Linked DNA regions of Capra hircus: region 1 is linked to region 2. A link is a contact called in public Hi-C data. All regions are on one chromosome and are shown on one strand. The core of a region is the stretch at or near the end of the contact, and the rest is flanking DNA. Distances in the headings are between cores, read along the strand shown.

Region 1 (3,093 bases), core at 39-2,538, 36 kb after region 2:
CGCTAACCTGCCGCCAGCCCCCGGGAGACCGCGTTAGGTGCCCCAGCTCTGGCCCACGACCAGTCCAGGGGATGATTCCAGGGCAGGAGAGAGAAGGTGAAAAAGAGTGGGAAGACTAAAGACTGCCAGCTCCAAATGGAGCTGGCCTGGGAGGGGAGAAGGGGACGCCGAGGAACAATAAAAAGCAATAAAATGAAATGAAAAGGAAGAGAGGGGAGGGACTCGCCAGGGTCAAAAAGGCAAGAGAGTCGATGAAGACACAGCCTAACATACATTAATTGTCCAGGCGGGAGGAAAGGGGACACCGCGGCGCCACGCTCCTGGGGAGGTGGTGGCGACCCGCGGATCCCTTCAGATCTGTCCATTAGGAAGGCTCCAGAGCGTCGGCCCCAGCGAAAGACATGAAGCCGGGGCCGGGAAACCCGGCTCGTGCTGGGCGCTCCCTAACTGCTAAGAAGCAGCGCCCCCAGCAGCGTGCAGCAACCCCACCCCCCCGGGCAGCCAGGCCGTCAAACGCTTTCGAGGAACACAGGTGGGGACGGAGAAGCTGCGAGCGCTGACACCGGTCGTGGCCTTCCCGGCGCACGTCAAGCCCCAGGGTGCAGAACTTCCCCGGCGCCAGGATCGAGGAAGGCGCCGGCGCCAGCAGGGGACCCCAGAGCCCGGGGCCGTCCTGGCGCGGGGGGGTGACCGAGGACCCGCGGCTCCGACGCAGCTCACCTTTGAGGAAGTAAACCCGCGGGCCGGCGGGCAGGCAGGCGAGCAGCGAGGTGAGCACCACGCGCGCGGCGCTCTCTTCGCGCAGCTTCTGCCAGTGCCGGCTGCCCTGGTCCAGCACGACCACGGCCGCCACGCCGCCGCCGCCCTCCTGCAGCAGCCGCGCGCGCGCCGCCTCGTCGGGCAGCACGTAGCGCGCCGACACCGCGCCGCCGCGGGCCCGCCGCAACACCACCGAGTTGAGGTTGACGTTCAGCGAGCCGCGCACGCTCGAGGCGGCGAAGGCCAGGTAGGGCCGGCAGTCGAGCACCACACAGCGCGCCGCCGCCTCCTTGCGAAGCATCTTGCGCAGTTGGCGCCCGTCGAGCGATGTGACCTTCATGCCGCCGCCCAGCGGCCCCGCGCCGTGCGCGCCGCAGGTGCCCACAGCCAGGGTGCCCGCCGGCGAGGCCCAGCAGGACGACCCCACGGGGCTGCGGCCGGCCGACCGAGCCCGGCGCCGGAGCGGACGCTCAACTCTTCTTTCCCGCTCCGCACGCTCGGCGCCCGGCCCGGCCACTTGCTGCCGCAGAAGCCGGGGATTCCGCCGGCAGCGCAGCGTTTTATGTGAATGGGTTTGTGGCATGTGACGTGGCTGCCCATATAAGGCGGAATATGGGTATTTCCCCGCCCCTTCGGGCCGCGGCCACGCCCCTAGGGGGCGGGACGCGCGGGGCGGGCGCCCCAGCGTTAGTCAGCCCGAGAAAGAGGAAGTGGAAGGCGCCTCGCTGTGTTCTCTGCGGCGCTGCGCGCAGACACTCACTTGCGCATCACCGGGGACTGCCGGTGGGTTGTCAGGAATGCCAGGAGGCCGAGGTGACCCACGCTGTGCGGGAAGAGGAGGAAGCGGAGGAGGCAGAGCTAGCGTCGCACCATAGGCTTTGAGTTTCATAGACGTAGGTTCTGGACCTGCTGGGGGCTGTGCCTGACAGTGCGGTAGGCAGAGCTAGGGGCGCCCTCGGCCGTGCCCCCAGATGAATCAGAAGCAGATTTCAGGCGTTACGGAAGTCTTTACGCGGGAAATGAAATGATAGCGGGAATTTGCTTCGAAGTCTGAGTTATTGATGACTCAAGTTTGGGCTTGTATTGGTAATCATTGGAGCTTGGTGATGGGTACCTGGGTGTTCATTATACTGTTTTCTCTACTTTATATTTTGAAGTTTTCCACCGTAAAAGTACCCGAAAGTAAAAATAGGAAGAGAAGGGCCAGCAGTTAATCTCCCCAAATGGATTCTGCCCTCAAAGGATTGATGGTCCTTTTCTTTGTCACACTCCCAGATAAAAATTAGAATGGTTGTAAGGACCTATTATTGTACAGCACTTGAAACTCTACTTAATGTTTTGTGACAGCCTGGATGGGAGGGGGGCGTTTGGGGAAGAATGGATACATGTATATGTATGGCTGAGGTCCTTTGCTGTTCACCTGAAACTACCACAACATTGTTAATCGGCTATCAGTTCAGTTCAGTTCAGTCGCTCAGTCATGTCCGACTCTTTGCAACCCCATGAATTGGCTATACCCCCCAATAAAAAAAAAAAAAGCTAAAATTTCACTGAAAAAAAAAAATAGAATGGTTTTTTGAGGAACCATTTTCTGTCACCCAGAAAATATCTGTGGTGAACTCAGCTGCAGCGTCAGCATGCACTGTTGATGGAGCTCAGCCCAGCCAACTGTCCAGGTGGCTTCTGGGATTTAGGGGATTATCTGTGGATAAAGTATAATCCCAGGCTGTCTGCCCCCACTAGTCCCCAGCAGCTTTAGGCTTCCCATCCCCAGTCTTGGGGAACTGGACACACTCACCCATTCAGCAAGTATTTATTGAGGGGCAGCTCTGTGCCCTGATAGCTGCAGAGACACTCTTAGGGAAACAGGCTTCTCCCTCTATCTCAGGACTAACCGTTTTACTGTGAGCCTGAGAGGAGAGGGGACTGCCTGATGGAAAATAGGCTGCCTCCACTAGGGAGGGGCTTGTTTGCTATAAAGGGGAATGACGTTTTTTTAGAAGGAAGCAGAAATTGAATTCTGAAATCAAATGCAATCACACCAGACACCAGCTAGCTGGCCATTGCCTCTGGGTCTCAGCTGCCTTCAGTCAGGGGGACTGTCCTCACCTTGCCAGTGGAGTCTTAATGAAGGTGTGGAAGGAAGATTTTCTTTCTCTTTGTGGTTATCTGTGCCAGCCTTCCCTGCAATCTGCTCCTCCTCTAGTGTCACCAGAACCTTCTACCTCCAGACATTTCAACCTACGATCACACATGTATGGAGCACCCACATGGCCAGGCTCTGTACTGGTCTATGGACACTAATGTGATCAGGACTGTTCCAACTGCCCCCAG
Region 2 (3,547 bases), core at 231-2,730:
AAGTCCCCAATAGAACCCCAGAGGCCAACCCACATTTGGGTTGACCACTAGCCTGGAGCAAGTCTCATGAATGCTTTCTTTCCAAGGTGCTTGGAATTCCCGCCCTAGCATCACTGGACTGGGAGGGAGCTTAGAGTACCCCTTCCAGACTCCCTCTCCCACACAACCCATCCTCGTCATGGGGACTTCTGACCTCGTGTGGGTGGGAACACACCAAGGACCAGGCACTCCTTTCCTGGGCAGCCCACTCAGTGGTCATACAACACACACGGTGAGAAAGCTCTTCCCTCTACTAGACAGCACGCATGGCCCAGTGACACCCATCCACTGTCCCCAGGGCAGGATTATCCAACAGGCTGACCATCAGGGCTGTTGGAACAGCAAGGTGGAGGCATCTGAAAGCATAAAAACAATTTCAAGGGACACTGATATGTGATAACTATTTTTAAAAAGAGAAGGAAAAAAAGCACTAAAGTGGTTCATGAGAAAACTCAGAACTTTATTGGACTTCTTTATACTTGTTTTTAGGAATTAGATGCTTAATTTTGTATTACCTTTGAGGGGAGGGTGGGCAAGAAACACCTTTAGAGGCTTACGACTTCAAAAGATCTTAAACAATGTTCCTGGATTCCTTTACCCAGAGGAAGTGTCCCCCACCAGTCAGCCTCTCAAATATCTGATGACTTCTTCCGCTCTCACACTCAACCTTCCTTGCAGTTTGTCAACCTCCAGGAAGCCTGTTCTGAGCAACTGGGAGAGGACTGGGGTTTCCCCCGAGACACACAACCCCATCTGTGTTTGTCTTTCCACACAGAGTCCTGAACCCTGTGCTTAGAGACAGCAGTATGCCTTGAGTGGGTGCCCACGAGGTGCCCACGGGGTCAGTGACTACTCCTTACTTCATGGCTGAGGCTTGAACATCCACCCACCTGTCCCCGTCAGTCTTACATCACCCGTCTGGAGGGATGGGGTCCTGGTTTGCCTCCTTACCCAGCCCCAGGACAACCAGGGTCCCACTGGGCTCTCCGCAGCAGGGGTGTGGAACAGGGCTGAAGCTGAGAGCTTGCGCCCCTCAGCCTGGTAGGCTAAGGGCACAGGAAAGCTGACTAAGTCTCCCTAGCAGCGGGGAGGGGGGAGTGGTCATGCATACCGTGGCTCTTATTACTAAACAGGGCATGGCAGAGTGAGGGCTCTGGAGCACAGAGGACCCTGAATGAAACAGGAAGTGGTCACTGTGATTCAACCACGGAGCTTTTTCCTGACTGTCGTCTGTTGGGAGTGACACAGCTTTGGGGGAAAGTCACTGTGCTGAGGTGGGGGTGTGGGTGGGTGGGGGTGGGGGTTCAAGGTATGGGCTGGGGCTGCCACAGAAACCGGGCGGTGAAACCTGGTAGGACAGCAGGCTCCTTCCTGTAGCATTGTCATCTCCAGTGAGCCAGCCAGCACCAATCCCCGCCATGTGGGGAAAAGTTTCTCTGTAGAGGGGATGGCTTCCAGGAGGCAGCATCTCTCTGCCTTCCTGGAGTCAGAGACCCTATTTACTAAAGCTACCATTGGTACAGGTTACTTGACTTCTCTGAGCCTCCATTTCCTTAACAAAATAATGGGAATACTAATGGAGTCCACTAAGCTTTGCTACTTGTTACCACTAACAGCTTTGTCCTTGGACTGCAAGGAGATCCAACCAGTCCATTCTAAAGGAGATCAGTCCTGAATATTTATTGGAAGGACTGATGCTGAAACTGAAGCTCTAATACTTTGGCCACCTGATGCGCAGAACTGACTCATTTGAAAAGACCCTGATGCTGGGAAAGATTGAAGGCAGGAGGAGAAGGGGACGACAGAGGATGAGATGGTTGGATGGCATCACCAACTCAATAGACATGAGTTTGTGTAAACTCCGGGAGTTGGTGATGGACAGGGAGGCCTGGTGTGCTGCAGTCCGTGGGGTCACAAAGAGTTGGACACGACCGAGCGACTGAACTGAACAGCTTTGTTGTGAAAATCAAATAAGATGTTATGTTTATTATTTTAAAAAGTGATTGGTATATGGTAGGCAGTAATAAACAATAGCTATTCTAATTTTGTATTTATTATAATCAGGGACTTCTAGAAGTGGACATCTTAACTTGAATAATCCATTTGGAAGAAAAGAAATCTGAGGTATTAAGAAGGTAGTGATGTTTCCAAAGTCTCACATTGCTAACCAGAGGCACACCTATGTCTGGAACCGAGGTCTCCTGCTTCTTGGCCCCTTTCCCTCTTTCTCTCTTGCCCCCTGCCCCCTGCATCCCTTCTTCTTCATCATCTACCAGTAACTGGGTTCCTGTTACATGCCATTCATTTAATGTATATGATATCAATTAAGTCTCAGAGAAGGTAGGCAAAATTGTTCCAGCTTTCAGATTCCATGTCATTTATCATGCTTCCATCCATCCTCTCATCAATTCCTTTAAAACTCTTTGCTCAGCACCTCCTCCAGGAAGTCATCTTTGATTAAATCTTCCCCAGGATTCTACTCCTTCCCAAAAAACCTTGCCCTCTCAACTATTAGCTGACAGTCTGATTTAGCAGATACATCTTGCAATCATCAACAACCAATGTAAACATATACAAAAGGACAAGCATATGAAGGACAATGTCCTTCAACCATGGGTCTTACAAATTGTAACTTTAAAAACTATTTTAAATACTCTTAAACATAAAGTAGTAGCCATCACTTTTTTGAGTATTTATTTTATGCCAGACTCTCTTCTGATTGATTCACATGGAATATCTTTTAGGATGTGCACCATTTTAAAAGTCTTTATTGAATTTGTTACAATATTGCTTCTGTTTTCTGTTTTGTTTTTTTTTGCTGCAAAGCATGTGGGATCTCAGCTCCCAGACAAGGGATGGAACCCACACTCTCTGCATTGGAAGATGAAGTCTTAACCAGTGGACCCCCAGGGAGGTTCCCACATGGAATGTCTTTAGGTGTGCATTTATAACATTCTCAGCAAACGAGAAGAATTCCTCGGAAGTTCCCTTTCTTCCAAGGTGTTCCTTGGCTCTGAGAAGCTCTCCTGAGGCAGCAGCAGCTTGTGGGCGTCTTCCGCCCTTGGGAGAGTCCCAGGGTGGGGGACCCAGAATAGAGGGGGGCAAATATCCTAGGCACATCCAGGGACAACTGGCCAAACACATTCATTGTGTTGTGACGTATTTCTGAGGGAAGATCTGACCCCTCTGGATTTCCCAGGAGGCGCTAGTGGTAAAGAACCTGCCTGCCAATGCAGGTTAGACATGAGAGACATGGGTTCGATCCTTGGGTCTGGAAGGTCCTCTGGTACAGGGCGTGGCAACCCACTCTAGTATTCTTGCCTGGAGAATCCTACGGACAGAGGAGCCCGGCAGGCTGCAGTCCATGGGGTCGCAACAGAGTCAGACACCACTGAAGCGACTTAGCACCCAGGCATGCTGCCCGCTCTGGTTTGGGTCTTACTCTCGTGTTCTCGTGTCAGCCTGAGGGTAGTTCTCCAGCCTCGGATCCTTTGAGGACCCTTCTCAG

What was found. Hi-C and Micro-C count contacts between places; a contact is called where the count stands out from the background.
Region 1: a Hi-C map of blood shows a contact between it and region 2, with 2.0 times the contacts expected there. The contact joins the promoter of DUSP5 here to the enhancer-like site in region 2. A contact is called at or near these places in 2 of 5 Hi-C or Micro-C datasets (both in blood).

Annotation. Positions count from the first base shown.
Region 1 is chr26:20,935,092-20,938,184 of ARS1.2, forward strand. It overlaps DUSP5 (dual specificity protein phosphatase 5), which reads right to left and starts at 1,289. Exons shown (of 4, transcript XM_018041694.1): 1 at 721-1,289. The coding sequence starts at 1,099.
Region 2 is chr26:20,899,116-20,902,662 of ARS1.2, forward strand. No RefSeq gene overlaps it. Among named protein-coding and RNA genes, the nearest start is that of SMC3, 15 kb to the left of the region's middle. Within about 2 kb of position 1,481, at least 2 of the 5 cell types and tissues checked have an H3K27ac peak or open chromatin away from gene starts, as enhancers often do.